Regions from separate parts of the Mus musculus genome. Here all the other regions are linked to region 1. The links are chromatin contacts, called in public HiCAR-type and promoter capture Hi-C maps. All regions are on one chromosome and are shown on one strand. The core of a region is the stretch at or near the end of the contact, and the rest is flanking DNA. Distances in the headings are between cores, read along the strand shown. Region 1 holds the start of Asb3 (ankyrin repeat and SOCS box-containing 3). Region 2 holds the start of Pnpt1 (polyribonucleotide nucleotidyltransferase 1). Region 3 holds the start of Ccdc88a (coiled coil domain containing 88A).

Region 1 (2,807 bases), core at 189-2,688:
AATACATACATTGAGGCTATACATTGTGGCACACACCTTTAAGCCCCGCCCTCAGGAGGCCGTGGCAGGCGGATCTGTTTAAGTTCTAGTTTGCACTTGTTTACTTTTTTGGCGGTGCTGGCAATGGAATCCAGATCTAGGTGTGTGGTAAATTTGTCTGTAGTAGTTACACATGGATAGACATTTCAGCACTACAATCATTCAAAACTGAATTTCCATTCTTGTTAGATTATACACCAAAATCTCGTATTCTAGGACTGGAGAGATGCCACAGAAATTAAAAACACATTATTACTCTTCTCGGAGGGGTGAGTACAGTTCCCAGTTCTCACATTGGGAGCCTCACAGCCACTGGCTCTTTCATTCTTGCCTTTTTACACAATACACATTAATTAACGATCATAAAATCCTTTTTAATCTCATGTTCTAGAGTCCTAAATAATAGTGGTAATACATTCAAGCCTCTAGTCTATTCTGCATGGCCAGTAGTATTCCGCATATAAGCTCACTAATATCTTCCAAACCAAATAGCCCTCTCAAATGCCTTAAGGGAAAAGATTCTCAGAAGCTGTATACGTCGTTTTTAAGTGTGTGTTGGAGAGAAAGAATGAATAGAGATGGGACTCCTGTCTGTTGGACGGTTGTGCGGGTAGGGTGATGTGCTAGTTAATTCTAAAACTTCCTCCACAGAGTGGGGCTGTAGAGAAGCCAGATCTAACGTAATGAGATTTAAAGGAGGGAGATGAAGTGACCGCTGATCTCCTAGTTAGTATGGAGGGCATATCCACTTAGTGTGCTAAACGAATTAATGAATGAACGAACACACTTAGGCTTGGGGTCGATAAATGCTTGGGAAAAAAAGGTTCTGGAAGAAAAAGCTAAGGAATCGAGGGCTGGCCCGAATGCTTCGTGCCAGAAAGAGGGGAGAAGGCTGCGGCTCGTGAGGGCACTGACCAGAGAGAACTCGGTACCAGGCCAGTTGACTCGGAAGGGGATGTCGTCGCTGAGCTGGGGCAGCGCTCGGCCGCCGCCGGACGCCTCCAGGAGACCGTACAGAACCAGCAACAGTGGCCCTCCGGGGACCAGGCTCCGCAAGCCGCCGTCTCCTTCCTCCATTGCCGCGTCCTCCAGCCACCGTCACAACCTCCTCTACCAGAGGAGAACAGGAGGAGGGGAGGAGGAGGGGGAGGAAGGGGGGGAGGAGGAGGGGGAGGAGGAGGGGGAGGAGGAGGAGGAGGAGGAGGAGGAGGAGGAGGAGGAGGAGGAGGAGGAGGAGGAGGAGGAGGAGGAGGAGGAGGAGGAGGAAGAAGAGGAGGTACTACAAAGCGTCCTTAGTGCAGGGGACCCAACCGCCGCCGCCACGTCTCCTTGCAGACGGCTGGGCAAAGCCGCCTCCGCCTTACAAGGGCTTGGGGCCACCGCTTCCGGGGCAGGCAGCACATCAACATCCGGGGTTGTTGAGTCGGTGGCCTACGGAAGCCCGCGCTTGGGTCGCGTTGCATTGCGTTGCTGCTGTAGCATCCTAGCGGTTGGACTCAAACGCAGAGGCCCGGGACTGACGCCGGTTGAACGGGTCTGGAGACGGCGCTTGGACGAAGCGGCCCGGCCAGGTGAGTCCTGGCCCGCGCGCTCAGTCCAGCCGCTAGGGACTCTCGGGATTTGGGGGTGAGTGGGCGGCGGCCCGCTCTCAGAAAGCAAGTAGAGAACCGAGCTGTGCAGAGTCGAAGTAGAACTTACAGTTCCGACTGAGCTGCCTACCCTCCAGTCTTTTGCTATTTGCACTCTCCATCTTCTCTCCAGAAGCTTCTCTTAGTTTCTTTTGATGGCGACTGTTGTCACGTCTGTCTCAGATGCTGTGTGTTTGGGGACACCCCCAGTGACACCTGCCACGTCCTTCGACTTTGGCATAGATTTGTTGGGTGGCTAGGCGCGTACAGTCCTGCATTTTTACTTCAGGAGAAGTTTTCCCTCCCTTGACTCAAGTGTTGGACTGTTGTTATTTTACTTAAGTCCAGAAAGTTTATGTCAAGGCCAGAGCCAGGTGAATGTGAAGTTATGAATCAAGTTACAGCAGACTGAATATAGACAGAAAGTTTTGGTTTTTGTCCCCTTCTTGAAAAAAGAAAATAATGTCCACATTTTTTTTCATCTCCTGTGTAATAATTTTACAGTGTTTGCCATAGAACATTTGGTAAGGACTGCCCATGTTGTGGTGTTAAAATCCACTGGGAGAAGAGACTTAGACTCAATTCAAATTTAGACTAAATGAACTTATTCTTACTGTTGGCAGAAGGAAGGGAGCCATAGAGCAAATACAGCCCACCATGCAAAAGGTGAATTAAGGTGGGGCTTTAAGGAGGACATCTGAATTACATGGATTACTGATATCCATGGAGTCTACATCTGATCAGGAAAATTGTCTCACTTCTCTCAGTTGTTTCTTACTTTCTCATTATACAGTAATAAAAAAAAAAAAACCATTTTATCCCTTCCCCAAAGCGATAGTAAGTTTTACAAAAGGCAAGCAGCCTTTAATGCTTTATAGCCCCATTGTCTGATTCTTATCTATCCATTAGGATCTCCCAGGCATTCCAGAGCAAAAGACTCATTGGCCAGTTAAGGGAAGCCTGGCTCCACGTTAAGTTTCGTCAGTCATCACAGAGGACTTCTACTCTAATGACTGAGATAGAGCAGTTCATTTTTCAGTGGGTAAAAACATAGTGCCACTAGATTAAGGCTGGCTGTCATATCCCCACACTCAAATTTGAACCAAATCAAAAAGCAGGAAGAGCAGTCCGTTTTTCAGC
Region 2 (2,807 bases), core at 161-2,660, 1.8 Mb before region 1:
AATCCTGTACATGGCTCCTTTACCTACACACTGGGGATTTGACCTCTATCTCCACTCTCATTAATATGGGTGGCCTATTTGCTCTTATTAAAAGAAAAAGGGGGAGATGTTGGGAGCCGCCCCCACATTCGCCGTTACAAGATGGCGCTGACATCCTGTGTTCTAAGTGGTAAACAAATAATCTGCGCATGTGCCAAGGGTATCTTATGACTACTTGTGCTCTGCCTTCCCCGTGACGTCAACTCGGCCGATGGGCTGCAGCCAATCAAGGAGTGACACGTCCGAGGCGAAGGAGAATGCTCCTTAAGAGGGACGGGGTTTTCGTTTTCTCTCTCTCTTGCTTCTTGCTCTCTTTTCCTGAAGATGTAAGAATAAAGCTTTGCCGCAGAAGATTCTGGTCTGTGGTGTTCTTCCTGGCCGGTCGTGAGAACGCGTCGAATAACATCAATGCTTTTATTTCCTTTTGATTTATGACTCAAAATTACTACTATTCTAATTATTTTAGAGTGACATTAGGAAACATAGACTCCTTCCCATTTTAATATACCTCTCCAAAACTTACAACTGAATGAATGGTAAATTATTCAAGGGGTTCTCAAAAAAAAAAGTTTTTTCTTGTTTTTTGTTTTGTTTTGTTTTGCTTTGCTTTGTTATGTTTGTGTCTAAGTGTGTGCGAGTTTGCATGTGTGTGGATACACCAGTGTGTGCAGGTGACTGGGCGTGTGTGCCTGTGTGCGCGTGCGCGTGTGTGTATATATATATATATATATATATATATGTGTGTGTGTGTGTGTGTGTGTGTGTGTACGTTAAGAATGTGTGGAAGCCAGAGGTTAAAGTACGGTGTCTTGCTTGATAGCGCTCTACTTATTTTTTGAGGTAGGGTCCCTTGCTGAACCTGGAGCCCTCAGGCAAGTCTAACAAGCCAGGATGATTCATGGATTCATTCTCAGCCTCTGAACGTTGGAATTACAGGTGGCCTTCCATAGACACAAACCTAGATCTTTAGGTAAGAACCAAATAATCGTGAGTTGTTCAGTATTTATTTACTGTTACATTTATTAAACACATTGTTCTAAGACTTTCTTTCAAACCGTGATAACACTAGCGCGCGCGCGCACACACACACACACACACACACACACACACACACACACACACGGCGCGGGAAGTATTAAAGGGCTTTCTTTAAATCTATACATTTTTTTTAAGGTAGTACTTATTTTTCACCGATAAGGGTGGGGGAATAAAAGCTGACTGAAAGAAACGCATTCTGGTGGTTTGACTCTGGCAATTACAGAAAGCCTGCAAGGATTGCTTTCCCGGCAGTTTGCAGGCTCCACGGAAACGAAACTGCGTCCGACTCCGCCCACAGGAGTGCTGGCCAATGAGGCGCTGCCCAGGCCTTCCACGCTCTGGGTGTCATGGCGGCCTGCAGGCTGTGCTGCTTGTGCCCGTGCCTCCGACCGCTGGGCTGCGGCCCCCTCGGCCGGCCCGGGCGGAATCGGGCACTCAGCTATTTGCAGATGCGAGCGTTGTGGAGCAGCACCGGATCCAGAGCGGTGACTGTAGACCTGGGACACAGGTGAGAAACGGTGTGAGTTCGCGGTTTTCACGCGGCGTCTGTCTTGTCCATTCAGCCCCAGAAGTCAAATCCCCCCCAGGGTAGGAATCAAGCAGCCTAAGTCTCTTAAGTTCTCTACTCCAAACCTAAGGTCGAGATTTCCTTTTTCCGGATTTAAAGTCTGTCTCCCTTTCCCAAGCTGGCCGCTGCCTTTTGCCTCTTCATCTTCCTCCTAGCCCTGCGGTGAACTTCCTGAGTCCTATTGCCTGTGCCCCAGACATCCTTTCTCTATTTTCCGAGACCTCGAGCTCTGAAGTAGGAAACCCTAGGTAATGCGTTATCGTTCCGTGCCCCAGGTCCACTGATGGCCGGTGTGAGCCGGAGATGAATGCCAGTTATAAGATGCACATAGTCCTGTTAAACCTGTAGTGAAAGTACAGTTACCATCCAACAAAAGGTCAAAAAGGCAAATTTCTCAGTTAACAAGACACACGGCGGGGGTGTATATGTGGATATTTTAAATAATAGGTTTTTTTAAAGCTTTTCCCTAAAGCTCTACTTTTTGTGGCAGGCCGCTGCCCCGTGTCCTCCCTTGGCATCCGATTACTCTTCCCATCACTGTGTTCTGCTTGTTCATTCTATCAATCTTCTTGTTTATGTTCATAGAGTATTTAGGTAGGCATTCACTCACATGGTTTGGCATATAGAAACTTCAGAACTCTTCCATTTATTCCCAAATGCCTACTTCCAAACCCCAGAGGCTAGCTATGCTATGGGTCCACTATGTATTTGGAGGTATTTTATACAATATAATATTGAAAAGTAAATTGTTATGAGACAAAGTAAACAACAACAACAAAACACCATAAACTTAATAGCTTTCTTGGAACAATCAAAATTACATGTAAACACCATAAACTTAATAGCTTTCTTGGAACAATCAAAATTACATGTACTCCCTACCCCCCAAAATCTTTCTGACTTTCTGCATTATTAGAATTCATTGAATAACATACTGTTTCAGTTCTGATATCGCAATTTGTCAGGTCGTTCAAATTTCCTTTGATATAATCTGGTTGTTGACAAACATGCTTTTATTCCACCATCAATTGCTAACTAATACCAACTCTCTGATTGCACATTATACTTTGTACACTAATAATATTTGTGTATTTCTATATATTTCTGTGCATATTAAAGATGCTGCATAGTTCAAAGATTTGAAAGACTTATTAGACTAGAG
Region 3 (2,807 bases), core at 142-2,641, 1.6 Mb before region 1:
TACACAGAGAAACCTTGTCTTGAAAACAAGCAAACAGACAAACAAACAAACAAAAGAAATCCTGAAGAAATTGTGGTGTTTAATTTAGTATATGATAAAACATGTTTACTGTTACCTTAAATTATGAGAGATGGAGAGATGACTCAGTGGTTATGAGCTCTGGTTGCTGGTGCAGAGGACCAGGGTTTGATTCCTGGCATCCAGTGGCTCATGGCTGCCTCTAACCTCTGTTCCAGGGAACCTAGTGCCCTCTTCTGACCTCCACAGGAACCAGGCACATAAGTGGGGAAGAAACATACATCCAAGGCAAAAATTCATACAATCAATGAAAAATAAAACATACAAAAATAGATATCATTAAACATATGAGTAGTCAAAGAGGATAGGTACTTGTAAGCACTGTGCAAACATAAAATGCATTGTAATATCACAATACCATATTGTGTTTGGAAAAAGATGTTTTCTATTCCATCTTATCCTGGACATGCTATGGGTATGAGGAAGAATAACATTTAATTTGCTGTGGAACTGTCATATTTTGATGGGCCCTCTAGTACATAAGATAAATGATTTTTAACAAATGTTTGTCACACAACTTGGATGATTTCTAAATATTTTCTCTTGTGGCTCTCAATTTGGATTTTTTTTCCCAGTGACCAAGAAGTCAAAAAATAATGCCTGCATCATGGAAACTCCAGTCAGGAAATCCCATGTTGAAAGGCAGCTTTGGTTATTCTCGACTCTTATAAATATTTCATATATATATAATATATAAATTATATAAATATATATTATATCTATAAATATTTCATATATATATGAAAAGACGGGAAAACAAAAACAACCTCCATCCCCCCAAGATGTGCTTTTGCTTCTTGCTGCAGCTTTCCTAGGCCTTTTAGGGGGCGAGAAAGCATGTTTAACAGAGCAAATCAAAGTGTCCGAAAGAGGATGTCTGCACCCCTCGTGTTTAAAAAAAAGATGGGTTTCGTTCCTTTTCCTTCACACATGAAAGAAGGCGCTCCAGGAGGAAAGAAACCATAATTAGACATGAGCGAGCAAGCAGACAGACCCGGTTCCTCAGTCTTGCCCGGTTCCTCAGTCTCGCCCCCTACACCCTGGCATCCGTCCGGGGCGCGGACTCGACGCGGGCCCCCGCCGCAGCTGCATCGTCCGCGCGTCCACGCTCCGCCAGAATCTGGGCGGCGGCGGGCCGGCCGGGGGCGCGCTCACGCGGGAGCGCGCTCTTGCAGCGGTTTTCTTCTCCCACAATCCAGAGGTAGAGGCGCGGGAGGGCGGGGAGTCGGCGGAAGGATACTGGCGCGGAGGGAGTGGCGCGCTCGCCCGCCAGGCCGGCGGCGGGTGTGCTGCGGCACTGCGGTTCCGAGGCCGTTACCCTAGCTCCTCCAGAGGGCGGCGGAGGAGGCTGGAGCGCGGCAGCGGAGCGTCCGGGCGTCGCTGAGGCACACGGAGGCTGGCGGGGCTCCTGCAGCCGGACGGTCAGGGACACGCCTCGGTGCTCCGGACCCCGGCCAAGGCCAGGGCGCTGAAGCGAGCGCGAGGCCGCGGAGGGATGCTGAGCGCCTGGAGAGGGGCGAGCCGCGCCTGAGGCTGTGAGGTTGCGGGCAGACGCTCCCAGCTCTCGGCGCCCGTGCCCACTGGCGGCCGGAACGCCCAGAACCGCTCGCCCAGGTCCAGCCCGGCCCCCTCGGCCCCCACGTTGGGCTTGAGTTCTTGGCGGCCGCTGCGCTGGCCGGCTCCCCCCGGGAGCGGGGCAACCTTGACGGGCTTTTTGTCTCGTGCCCCGGCCGCTCTCCGCGTCCTCCTCCTCCAGATGCCTTTTTTCTGCCCCTCCTCACCGGGTGCAGACTGCCAGCATCGGCTGCGGCTCAGCGCGGGATTCGGGCTCGTTTCCCCGGGGGGGCTAAGGAGGGACAGCTCTTCCCCTTCTTCGATGGGATTTTCCTCTCCTGCCGGAATGAACTTTCATTGATTCCGTCTTCTACATTTACTGACCAATTCCCTGGGCGTATTTGTGGTACTTCCTCCCCCCGCCCCCTCCTGAATATATAATCTGTAAAATGGAGAACGAAATCTTCACTCCCCTTCTGGAGCAGTTCATGACCAGCCCCTTGGTCACTTGGGTAAGGAAGATGTCCTTTATGGTATATTTGGCCGTGTTATTTGTGGCTGCAGAGATGGAGGTGGGCGTTCACGTCGTGATAATCCTTCTGTTCTAGGTTAAAACGTTTGGACCTCTGGCTGCAGGAAATGGGACTAACCTGGATGAGTATGTGGCTTTAGTGGATGGGGTATTCTTGAACCAGGTCATGCTCCAAATGTAAGTGTCTTCTTCTTTCTTGGTAACTTATATTCTTTGAAACATTACATACTTTGAACTTAGATTTCACGACTTAATTTGGTTCTTTGGCCAGAAAAAAAAAAATCAGGTAGTTTAATTGGATCTTGGAAGGAGCGGTATTCTTATGTGCCTGCCCCATTTATCACAACCAAATAGTTATACCTGTTAAAATTGGTAAACTTTATCCGTGACTTTGCCAATTCTGTTTTGTCATTTATTGTCTTGACTGCTGAAATTCAAACTACATTGTGTCATCTTTGGTCATTTGGTAAAATGACGGAGATAGAGAAATCTTGTCTACCACAGGGAAAAGACTTAACTGAAGTTATATATGTGGAAAGATATTTATTAACCTTTTTAGTATAAGAATAAGTGGTTCAAAAATGGAAAGTGGTGAACTAATATGTTTCAGAAGTGAAAAATTCAGTTAACATTACAATTGGTC

Evidence for each region. Promoter capture Hi-C pulls out the DNA fragments that hold promoters and counts their contacts. HiCAR-type assays count read pairs that join an accessible place to other places.
Region 2: a contact with region 1 is called in a promoter capture Hi-C map of pre-B cells. The contact joins the promoter of Pnpt1 here to the promoter of Asb3 in region 1. A contact is called at or near these places in 5 of 39 promoter capture datasets (the C10 cell line, hippocampal neurons, liver and 1 more) and 2 of 9 other capture datasets (adipose tissue and liver).
Region 3: a contact with region 1 is called in a HiCAR-type map of astrocytes, with 3 times the contacts expected there. The contact joins the promoter of Ccdc88a here to the promoter of Asb3 in region 1. A contact is called at or near these places in 2 of 39 promoter capture datasets (hippocampal neurons and pre-B cells), 1 of 115 datasets of contacts at active chromatin or transcription factors (astrocytes) and 2 of 9 other capture datasets (adipose tissue and liver).

What each region holds. Positions count from the first base shown.
Region 1 is chr11:30,952,960-30,955,766 of GRCm38.p6, forward strand. Asb3 (ankyrin repeat and SOCS box-containing 3) reads left to right here and starts at 1,439. Exons shown (of 10, transcript NM_023906.3): 1 at 1,439-1,610. Erlec1 (endoplasmic reticulum lectin 1) reads right to left here and starts at 1,172. Exons shown (of 14, transcript NM_025745.3): 1 at 955-1,172. The coding sequence starts at 1,116.
Region 2 is chr11:29,129,334-29,132,140 of GRCm38.p6, forward strand. It overlaps Pnpt1 (polyribonucleotide nucleotidyltransferase 1), which reads left to right and starts at 1,411. Exons shown (of 28, transcript NM_027869.2): 1 at 1,411-1,585. The coding sequence starts at 1,425.
Region 3 is chr11:29,372,267-29,375,073 of GRCm38.p6, forward strand. It overlaps Ccdc88a (coiled coil domain containing 88A), which reads left to right and starts at 1,392. Exons shown (of 31, transcript NM_001363368.1): 1 at 1,392-2,144; 2 at 2,241-2,341. The coding sequence starts at 2,082.